2 separate regions of the Mus musculus genome follow, and region 2 is linked to region 1. A link is a contact called in public Hi-C data. All regions are on one chromosome and are shown on one strand. The core of a region is the stretch at or near the end of the contact, and the rest is flanking DNA. Distances in the headings are between cores, read along the strand shown. Region 1 overlaps Arhgap44 (Rho GTPase activating protein 44). Region 2 holds the start of 1700086D15Rik (a long non-coding RNA gene).

Region 1 (4,960 bases), core at 1,705-4,204:
TTAGTGGGATCTCTGAGAAGATTCTGGCACCAACTTCTTCTCCCACGTGAAAATGACTGTTAAGAGGTAAGAATCGGGGAGAGACTGACATAATACAATAATTTTCTTTCACAAAATACGCTAAGGGGAAGAAGGCAGGCTAAACGTTATGTCACTTCTCGTGTAGAAACTCACAATATCTTGAACTCTCTCGTGCAGAATTAGGGGAACACCCATATGTGGGTTGGGTGAAGAAGGTCAAGAAATCTCAGAAATGCAGTGCTGTGCGCTGGGATTAGCAGCCAGGAGTCCTTGTTTCTCCTGGGCTGATTCCAAGGGGCGGCTGCTTAGAGGCTCAGAGACCCAGTTTCTATGTATGCTGAGTGAGGAACCTGGTCAGGATGACATTTAAAGGGATCCTTCGAACTTAATGAATATTCATGGGTGGAAACCATGCAAGTATGGTGCACCAAACCCAACCTTCCCAGAGGAGAAAGCTCATGAGAACTTGAGAGGTCAGCAGACAGGGAGAGGTCAGGACTCACTGGGAAGTAGAATTCCCACTCCTGGAAACCACTCCCCAGGCAGCTGTTTTCCAAACCCAGATGTTCCCTGAGCTCCAAAGAGCAAGGAGAGGGAGGCGTTAGAGTCCCATCTCCCCCACCCCCCTGACATCACCAACCCTGGGAGGAAGAGATGGTGAGGATGGCAGCTGGGAGCTGGCTAACTCTGTTACTGAACAGTCTGAGGGTGGAATTAGGCTCAGAGTTGAGGACTCCATCAGAAGAGCAATGGCCCAGCTCCCCTCATCTCTCGGAGGGTCTACATTCTTTAGGAGACTACAGCCTCACATAGAAGCCCGTACACTCAATGATCCTGGCAGAAGGGGTATTTTCTTTCAAACAGCAGCATCTACAGTCCCAGAGCTGTACATCACCAACTATGGGGGAGGGGAGCAATGTCCTCCCAAATATTTTCCCACATTGGTACCCAGAGCCTGGGACTATGATACCCTCCACAACAAAGGCATGTCACAGATATGCTAAAGAAATTGAGGCTGGTGAGATGGCTCAGCGGGTAAGAGCACTGACTGCTCTTCCGAAGGTCCTGAGCTCAAATCCCAGCAACCACATGGTGGCTCACAACCATCTGTAATGAGATCTGACATCCTCTTCTGGTGTGTATGAAGACAGATACAGTGCACTTAGATATAATAATAAATAAATCTTTAAAAAATAAAAGAATTTGAGATGAGGGCGAGTACCTAGATTAATTAACCAGATGAGTCCACTGTCATACCACAGGTCCTTAGGAGTGTGGGAAAGACTCCAGGAGCTATGACCACCTAGAGGGCTGAGTGAATGATGTGAGGAGCCTCCTGATAGAGCTGGCTCTGAAGGTGAGGGAGGGGCCTTGAGGCAAGGACAGAAGCTCTGGGGAGGAAAATACAAGAGAATGCAATTCTCTCTAGAGGAACCAGAAAGGAATGCCATCCTACCAACACCTTGGCATCTGTTCCTGAGGTTGATGGCAATTTCCTGGTCACCAGAATCTTAAAATAACACACCTGTGCCCGCATTAGCTGTTACTAAGCTTGTGGCGATTTGTTACAGCAGCAACAGAAAACATAACTCCCTGGCTCGTGGCTTTGCCCTGTGGTGGGGCACCAGGGTGGAAATACATGGAGGAGACAAGCTGCCCACCTCATAACCAGGAAGCAAAGAGAGAAAAGGATGAGGCTGGGTCCCCACTGCCTCCATGGTCTCAGTGACCACAGGGTCTCCCACTATACCCGACTTTCTCCAGGTTCCACCTCCAGACAGCACCAGTCTAAGGAAACCTTGAAACCTGGAGCCACAGGAAGAAATTCAAAGGCTAAGCTGAAGAAGTAGCCATCCCTAAAGCAGATCTCACACTAAACAGACCTAGGGTGAGACATGATAGCTTACTGAAGGCAGGAGACTATGGGGGGGGGGGGGCTAGAAAATGGAAATCAGACAAACAAAATGTCCATGCTCTCTAAGGACAAATGAAACATTCCAAAGAAACTCTGATTATATCTCTAGAATAGCAGAAACTAGGAGGAAAAAAAATGTAGAGGCCTGTAGACTGAACTAAAACACTGTTTTCCTAAGGTCAGTTCTTAATGAGACGTGCAAAAGGTGTGCGTGCACACGATGTGTCAAACTACAAGACTGGATCTTCTGGACCGTCTTCTGAAGGGAGTTGTGGGGAAGGTTCCCTGGTTATAGAGAACCCATTGGCAGGCATGGCTGGGAATTCTACAAAATGTAAAATAGGGGAGGAGAGGTGGAGACAGACACTCTAATATATATAATAGGATGACATATAAACTTGTTTATTATTTTCTGAATTCTTGATGCTCTGTATTCCAGGACTTCCAGACTTGGAAAGGCTTTTTCCAGAGCTAGCTAATTCTCAGAGGTAAAATATATATATCAGCCACCTTCCAGGATGGCTTTGAGTAGCAAACAAACTAATTTATATCTATATCTCCACTGGACGCCCCACCTCTAGCCTGCTCTACCCAAGTGCCAGACCTCTAGGAACCATCCTGTGATGGGCCAGGGAGCGGCACTATTAGGAGGTGTGGCCTTGTTGGAGTAGGTGTGTCACTGTGGGTGTGAGCTTTTTACCCTAATCCTAGCAGCCTGGAAGGGATTCTCCTCTTAGCAGCCTTCAGACGAAGATGTAGAACTCTCAGCTCCTCCAGCACCATGCCTGTCTGGATGCTGCTATGCTCCTGCCTAGCTGATAATGGACTGAACCTCTGAACCTGTAAGCCAGCCCCAACTAAATGTTGTCCTTTTTAAGAGTTGCCTTGGTCATGGTGTCTGTTCCCAGCAGTAAAACCCTAACCAAGACACATCCCTTCCACTCAAACTCTAATGAAGCTGCCCAACTTGAAACTCTTAGTCTTCCGGTCTCCTCCCACTCTTTCCCTTGTGCACTACAATACAGACACACCCTCGGCCCCCACCCTCTGCCAGCTCATCCTCCTCCATGTGTGTGGCCCTGCTGTGTGATATGCCTATGCCGGGACTGCAGCGTATTGTTTCCAGGGAGTCCGAACTTGACAGAACCCCTTCTTCCTCAGTGGCAATCATCTTCTCAACTGTGCACGGTGTCCTCTCAGAACAAATCCCGGATGCATTTACAGAGCAGGAGAAGATAGCAGTTATGACTCAGCACGAAACAGAGTAAGAACAGGCCATCTCCTGAAGCTTGGGGGTGGGGGTGAAGCACATACAAGAGCTGGTAGCAGTTACCCAGTGTGTCAGCCCAAAGCATGGACCTTACAGCAACTCAGTGACGTCGAGTGGTGACAGTAAAGCAACTCGGGGCTGATGATGGGACAATGGTCTCACACCAGAAAGAGGACATAAGGCCTACCTTGGGACTAATGAAAATCTCTTGTATTGTGCACAAGGGTTCGTAGACTAAGAGGCTTGTTACCTCCTATTCTGAGATCAAGTCTATTCCTATCAGGCCTCCATGACAGAAGTTACCCAGATCTGCACTCTAGCCTGTGATAGCCCAGGGACTTTTTTATTTGTAGATGGCTGTTGGTCCTATTGTATCTTTTACCTCACATCACTGTGTATGGGTCTGTGTCCAAGCATCCTTTTCCTAAGAACACACAAAGTCATGTGCAACTAAGGCTCAGCCTAATGACTTCATCAGAAACCCATTATCTGCAAAGACCCTACTTCAAAATCAGGTCAAATGTGCATGTACTGAGAGGCTGCAACAGTGGAGGGGACGTCACTCAACCCAAGCTCTTCCCTGTTCTCTTTCAATCACCCATTGACATACTCTCCTTGTGATTTACAAAGTAAAACAAGCAAGTAAAAAAGTGTCACTGGAAAGCTATGGAATTAAGCCATGGAGAAGGGGCTGGATGACTGGGGATTAACAGGAACCGCAGTGCAGGGTGGCCAACAAAGCTGAAAGCACAGCCAGAGACTGGAAGGCTTCCCTAGTCTTTCCTCCCGGGGACCTGGAGAGAAGCAAGCTCAGGGAAATGAGGGGGCCGTCTCGCTGATAACAATTTAGAGGGCAGAACGGGTGTATGAAGGGAAAGGTATGCAGCCAGTGTGCACGAGATTCTCACGAAAGGCTGACCTGGATGTTTCTAGAAGCACAGATTCGGTACTTCTCAATCCTAGGATTTCTGTGCCCACGCACTGTGGGCTATTACACAGCCAAAGGCTTACTACAACTTGGCATAAGGCTCCTTTTCTTCCTTCTAAGCTCGAGTAAATTCTGGCATCTCAAAATATACCTAAGGGAGAACTGACCCAGTCCTCACATAAGGAATGTCAGTGGGACCGAGCAAGCAGCCTTAGTGGCAGCCAGGCCGTGGAGAGCACCTGCACAGACATTGCTCATTAGTAACTGGAGCCCATTAAAAGTAGATCTGCCTCCGATCAGACATAATCTTTAGTAACAGCTGGTGATATCTGCAGGATAAATCTACAAGACACCCCTAGATTAGGGCAAGATACAAAGGAATAAGTAACACAAGCAGCTAAAACAACCTATGTGCTGGCAGACAGGGCATCCTGCTGTAGGAAACGCCGTCACGAGTCATTTCCTTGAAGCGTCTGCTAGCTTCAAGCCATCATAGAACATTCTTCCCTGAAAGGCTGCATTAAAAAGCCTCTTTTTATCCCTAAGAATATGAATCTAGAAGAAGAAGAAAAAAAAAAACAGAAACAAACAAAACCACTCAGGCATGATATATTCAACAGCAGATGCTCATGACTACCAAGAGACGATGGATAACTGCTATGGGGAGAGTTCACTGGATCCTATTTGGGCCATGACCAATGCTGCCAGTACGCTGGCTGGCAGGAACATCACAGGCCGGGGTATCCAATCCATGGCATAGATCTAGCTTTTTCACAAAATACTACATCATTCTTTTCTAATTGAAATATAATCACCCCTAATAAAT
Region 2 (4,960 bases), core at 737-3,236, 60 kb after region 1:
CAAAAAAAAAAAAAAAAAAGTTCCTAGAGCCTGTGCAGCCTCATGCCCGGCCGGGGACCACTGTTCCTAGAGCCTGTGCAGCCTCATGCCCGGCCGGCCGGGACCACTGGCCGATGCCTGGACTGCCTGCAGTTCAACTGTGCAGGCTGCGCTGCGGCAGCGAGGCTTGGCAAGGCTGCAGGAGAAACCAAGCCCTCTCAGCTCTGTCTTGCACACTAGCAGTCGAGGAATAGAAAGCAGAGCTCTGGAGGCAAAATTCATCCTTCCACCCCCCAACTTAGCACCTCTAAACCCACACAACCCAGCGCAACCCAAACAGCCTTGCTCGCACCTACAATGTTACCATCTACAAGCCTGGGGCTCCTTGCTTCCTCTGGAACTCTGCCAGCTTTCCTCCAAGGGCAGACCCCTCGCAGAGCAGTTGGGTAGTCGCCACTGGAACCCATTTCCAAGACCCTGTACATAGAAGGCTAATGTCTTCCAAAGACTGGGTCAACTTTCAAGAAAAACGATCAGAACCTTCGTGGTCCATCTGGTGAGCCCTTCACCAGGCCAGGCTCTCTCCAACCTCATCCCAGCCCTCTAAGATGGCGGCTTACTGTGCTCCCCACCTACAGACCGAAAAACAAGTCCTTAACAGGGGCTGACTTCCGGTTCTTGTATCTTCTCTTCAGGGGCTGACTTCCGGTTCTTGTATCTTCTCTTTCGCCCTGTGCTAAAGTTTCCGCTCAGCTCTGTGTTTCACCCAGGACAAGCCAGATATCACTTCCAAGAAGAACAGGCTCTCAGGATGGGTAGAACCCCAAGTAGACTCTAAGTTTCAACAACAACAACAACAAGCAGCAAATGGCGGCATGCATGAGGCTGAGCCCTCCTTCCAGTCCACAACCCAGCAGCTGCTGCCGCCCTTCGCTCCTCCAAAAAGGCAGCAGCAGGTGCTCTCCCTGCGTCTTTGAACTACTCTCCTTGAGTCCTCTGCTTACAATGCATACATCTTTTGATCCAGTTGCCCAGGAATTTCAGAGAACCCTCTGCATGCCACACTGTCTCTGCCTCCAAAGGAGCTTACAAATCGAGCTGGGAAGATGATCGGCAAGTTAAAGATCACACAACAAATGAACCATCAAAAGCGCAGCACACTCTTAGAATTCAGGCTCCAATGAACAGAACTTCAGTTTGCCCGGCACTGTAATATTCCCAGATCAAGGCACTGTAATATTCCCAGATCAAGGCATTGTAATATTCCCAGATCACGGCACTGTAATATTCCCAGATCGGAATAGTGTGTGGCCCAGAGGAGACAGCCAGTGATTTTACACTGAATAACTGAGCACAACATGCCATCCAAAAAGAGTTAGAATGCTGGCCCAAAGATCCTAAAGCTACTCTTAGCCATTTTTCTGGGGTAACTCCACCATCATTACAATGTCTATATCTCCAAGGGGCAACCATCACTGTTCTCATTTTGCTAATAAAAAAAAATGTGCAGAGAGCTAATCACAAGATCATTAAGCAACCATGCAAATGTGTCCCACTTGATAATCACTTGATAAGCAGGCACAGGCTGGCCAGGGAGAACTTTCCAGAGTAGGGTCGGAAGTGAAGAAACACATATGGGAAAATCAAGGCAGAAACATGTGAAGATGACCAAAGCAAGACCTCATGTAGTCCAGGTTGGCTTTGAACTCACTATGTTGCCTTCCCAATTCTACCTTCAGGCGGATTACAGGTATGTATCACCATGTGGTGCTGAGGACTGAACCCAGAGCTCCATACATGCTAGACTCTTCCTATAGTTGCTATGCTAAGTTGCTGATTTCTACTAAGATATGCCCAGTTCTGAGAAGATAAGCCAATGCCCAGAAGTTTTTCATTTGTAATAATCCCAAAACCTGTGAGTTACAGAAAGTGAGCTAGGTGGGGAGTGGTGGAGAAGAGCAGCTCTCAAGCTCACCTCTCTACCGGAAAGAGGTCACTAAGGCCTCTCTACAAAGCACTTTATGACATCACACCTACCATCCAGACTTCCAGCACTATGAGCTGCTAGTGAGTGGAGATACTAAGAAGCAAATCATGGCCCCTTTCCCAATGCACAGGTTGAGTCTCTCAACATTCTCAATAGGAAGAAGAACCCCCACGCTACCTCCTTTCATTCCCATCACTGGCCAGAAGTAAACCATTTCATCTTGGCAATAAATATTGACCGAGCACCAACCGTCTACAAGGCACTGCTCTGTGCCCTTGGCATGCGAGGGTGATCAATACATTCTACTGGAGACAGACGGGCAAAAATCAAAAAGGTACAAGCTTTCAAACTGTGGGGAGTAGTGGACAAAAATGAAAAGAATGATGGGTAAGAGTGAGGGAGCAGGGGTTTTATCTGAGCCTGAGAGCCAAGTGCTGATTGATGAGAAAGCAATTTGGGAAGACCACATCCTCAACCAGGTAGTAAAAATTGGTGGTCAGCAAGAACAAATCTCTAAAGTGGAGCTGGGCTTCATGTGTCCGAAGCACAGGAGTTCAGGGACAGGGAGACAGGAAGACAAAATGAGCATGCTGAGACAAAGGGGGGTCCAGAGGGATGTGGCTACTGAAATGCTGGGGCTGCTAAGCAAAATGATGGCACTGGAAGTGTTGAAGCAGTAGAGTATCCTAAACTAATTTTTGCTTCAACAGTTTACTCTAAACTTCACCAAAACAGACACAAGTCAGGCCTCAACTTTGTACATGTTGGTCATCCACCTAAGCGCTCAGCAGCTCTGGCATAGCAGGGTGCAGCCCCTGGATTTGTACTTCTAAGAATGTTCTTTGAATACATAAGACTACTTTTTACAATAATAATAATAATAATAATAATAATAATTCAGTCTGCTTTTGCCTATTTTTCATTTCCTCCACGAATGACAGTGAAAAATATAGTTCCTATGCCCATGCCTCAAAAATCTCACAACTTAAAAACAAGTCCTGAAGGAAGATAGGAGCCAGGTGTCTGGAAGCAACACGAATGCCTTCCCTGAGACATCTATATCCGAGCACCAATCTCTAACACTCCAAGAGAACACCAGGCTACTAAGTGGACTGAGAATACTCCATGAGAAACAGCAACCTGTGGTCAGAGTGAGGGGCCCACCCCTGGGATGTCTACTGCCATCATGTATGCCAGAGCCCAGGGAGTGTGATCCAGAAGCCAAGACAGTAAAGAATGGTCAGCTTGACAACCAACAGCTACACCCCCCAGTACCAGGAAAGCACTATCTCAGCATCCAACATACCAAAGACAGTCCACGTGAGGCTATATTTGTGGCAATACCGTGCCAAAAATCTGGGCTAATCTGACTCTGCTATTCATAAATTCCCCCCTCATGTTAAAGCACATGTGTTTGGGAAGGGAAAATGAATCCAAGTCTAGTTTAGAAGCTTGGAAACGCTTAGGTTACTTGGAAACCATCTGGAGTTCCTGAAAGCATGAGAAGCCATCACATCCCCTGCCCTCAAATGCCCACTGTAACTAGGGCAGTATGCTTCCCTCATGTCCTCTATTCTCCAGGGAAGTCCCCACCCCCACCCTACCAGGTGCCAGCTCAAGCTCCATTTCCCACCCAAGAAAGGTATTTGGTTTCTCAACAAACCTGGCCGAGAGCACTCTATGTGTGGAGCCTGCACTTGAATTGCACCCAAGGCTTGGTTCTTCCCTTTCTGCTTACTTTAAACTGCACACCTAAATTCCTTTAACAACCACACAGAAATCCGGCCCTGGGCACACAGATTCCATGAAAAATCCCCCTCTATCTAACAAGCCTGTGTTTCAAGAATGTCTAGCTTTGGACGGGACCCACTAAGAATCCTTATGTAACCTTAATAGATCTTGGCACCCCACAGATCCGCTCCTGGAGACACTGGCCCAGATCTAGTCCATGTTCACCAAGATGAGAGCAGTCTGGGTCCTGCAGATTCCTGGGGCCAAGCTGTTCTGGACTGGGAGGGAGGAGAGACTGTCCCATCCCCTACCTGGCTGAGAGCCTCTGATCCTCCTCTCTCTGATCCTCCTCTCATCTTCCAAGGGAGTTGAACCTCACTTTCGCAGCCTCCCTCCCTCCCTCCACTGAAATCAGTCTTGGGACCGAGCCTACATCAGCCAGCACCTTCCCCCTTCTCGCCATCCTTTCCCCACCCCCAAACGCTGAGGAAAAAACAGCCAGGAAAGTGATCCAGCATCCCATACAGTCACAGCCCCTGAAAACAAACAGGGCTCCAGTGGGGAAGGAGGGTGTCGACCAGGCCCAACACTACCTCAGGACCCTAAGCAGCCCTGAACTGGGCGCAGGGAGGAAGAGATCTCCAGAGGCAGCCAACGACTCGGCAGCCAGCAGCTCCAGCAGAGCAAACACCTGTTTCCAGGAAGAATCGCTACCAGAGGAAAAGGGAGTCCCGAGGAAAGGCAGAGAGGGCGAGGTGAAGGGGCAGCTGGGGACGCAGGTGAGGATGCGTCACTCTCTGAGCCTAGACCGGCGAGCGAGAAGCGAGCAGGGGTCGGGAGAGGAAAGGTCTCACCAACGACCCGCGCGGACCCAGGAGGGACGCACAAGCTCCAGGCCGGGCAGCTCCATCACCTGCGCCTGGCAGATGCAGCCCCGCGGGCGTGCCGGCCCTGGGCGGCCAGCGGGTGACCTACCTGCCCACCGTCTGGTTGGCCAACTGGCGCATGCGGTTAAACTGCTTCTTCATCGTGGCCCCGCTGCCGCGCTAGCCCGGGAGCTGGGGAAGGACTGAGCTGCCCGGAGCCCACCGCAGGGTTACATGGCTCCCGCGCCCAGCCTCCCGGGCGACGGCGGCGGCACTGCGGAGCCTGGGGAGCCGCCTGGCCCGCGCCCAGCCTCCCGAGAGCACCTCCGCCTAGTCCGCCCGCCGCATCCTTCTCTGTGCCACGCCCGGGGCCGCCCAAGGCGCCCGGCGGTCAGCC

Evidence for each region. Hi-C and Micro-C count contacts between places; a contact is called where the count stands out from the background.
Region 2: a Hi-C map of cerebellar granule neurons shows a contact between it and region 1, with 2.2 times the contacts expected there. The contact joins the promoter of 1700086D15Rik here to the enhancer-like site in region 1. A contact is called at or near these places in 10 of 484 Hi-C or Micro-C datasets (adipose-derived mesenchymal stem cells, cerebellar granule neurons, cerebellum and 5 more), 3 of 115 datasets of contacts at active chromatin or transcription factors (all in embryonic stem cells) and 3 of 9 other capture datasets (adipose tissue, liver and pancreatic islet).

What each region holds. Positions count from the first base shown.
Region 1 is chr11:65,097,232-65,102,191 of GRCm38.p6, forward strand. The region is part of intron 1 of Arhgap44 (Rho GTPase activating protein 44); the gene reads right to left. Among named protein-coding and RNA genes, the nearest start is that of 1700086D15Rik, 60 kb to the right of the region's middle. Within about 2 kb of position 2,955, at least 8 of the 459 cell types and tissues checked have an H3K27ac peak or open chromatin away from gene starts, as enhancers often do. A contact at or near this core is called in cerebellar granule neurons and embryonic stem cells, where this site is marked.
Region 2 is chr11:65,157,914-65,162,873 of GRCm38.p6, forward strand. It overlaps 1700086D15Rik (a long non-coding RNA gene), which reads right to left and starts at 1,987. Exons shown (of 2, transcript XR_003949567.1): 1 at 1,955-1,987. Arhgap44 (Rho GTPase activating protein 44) reads right to left here. Exons shown (of 20, transcript NM_001099288.1): 1 at 4,673-4,960. The coding sequence starts at 4,725. It overlaps LOC115487730 (a long non-coding RNA gene), which reads left to right and starts at 1,967. Exons shown (of 3, transcript XR_003949568.1): 1 at 1,967-2,300; 2 at 2,908-4,476.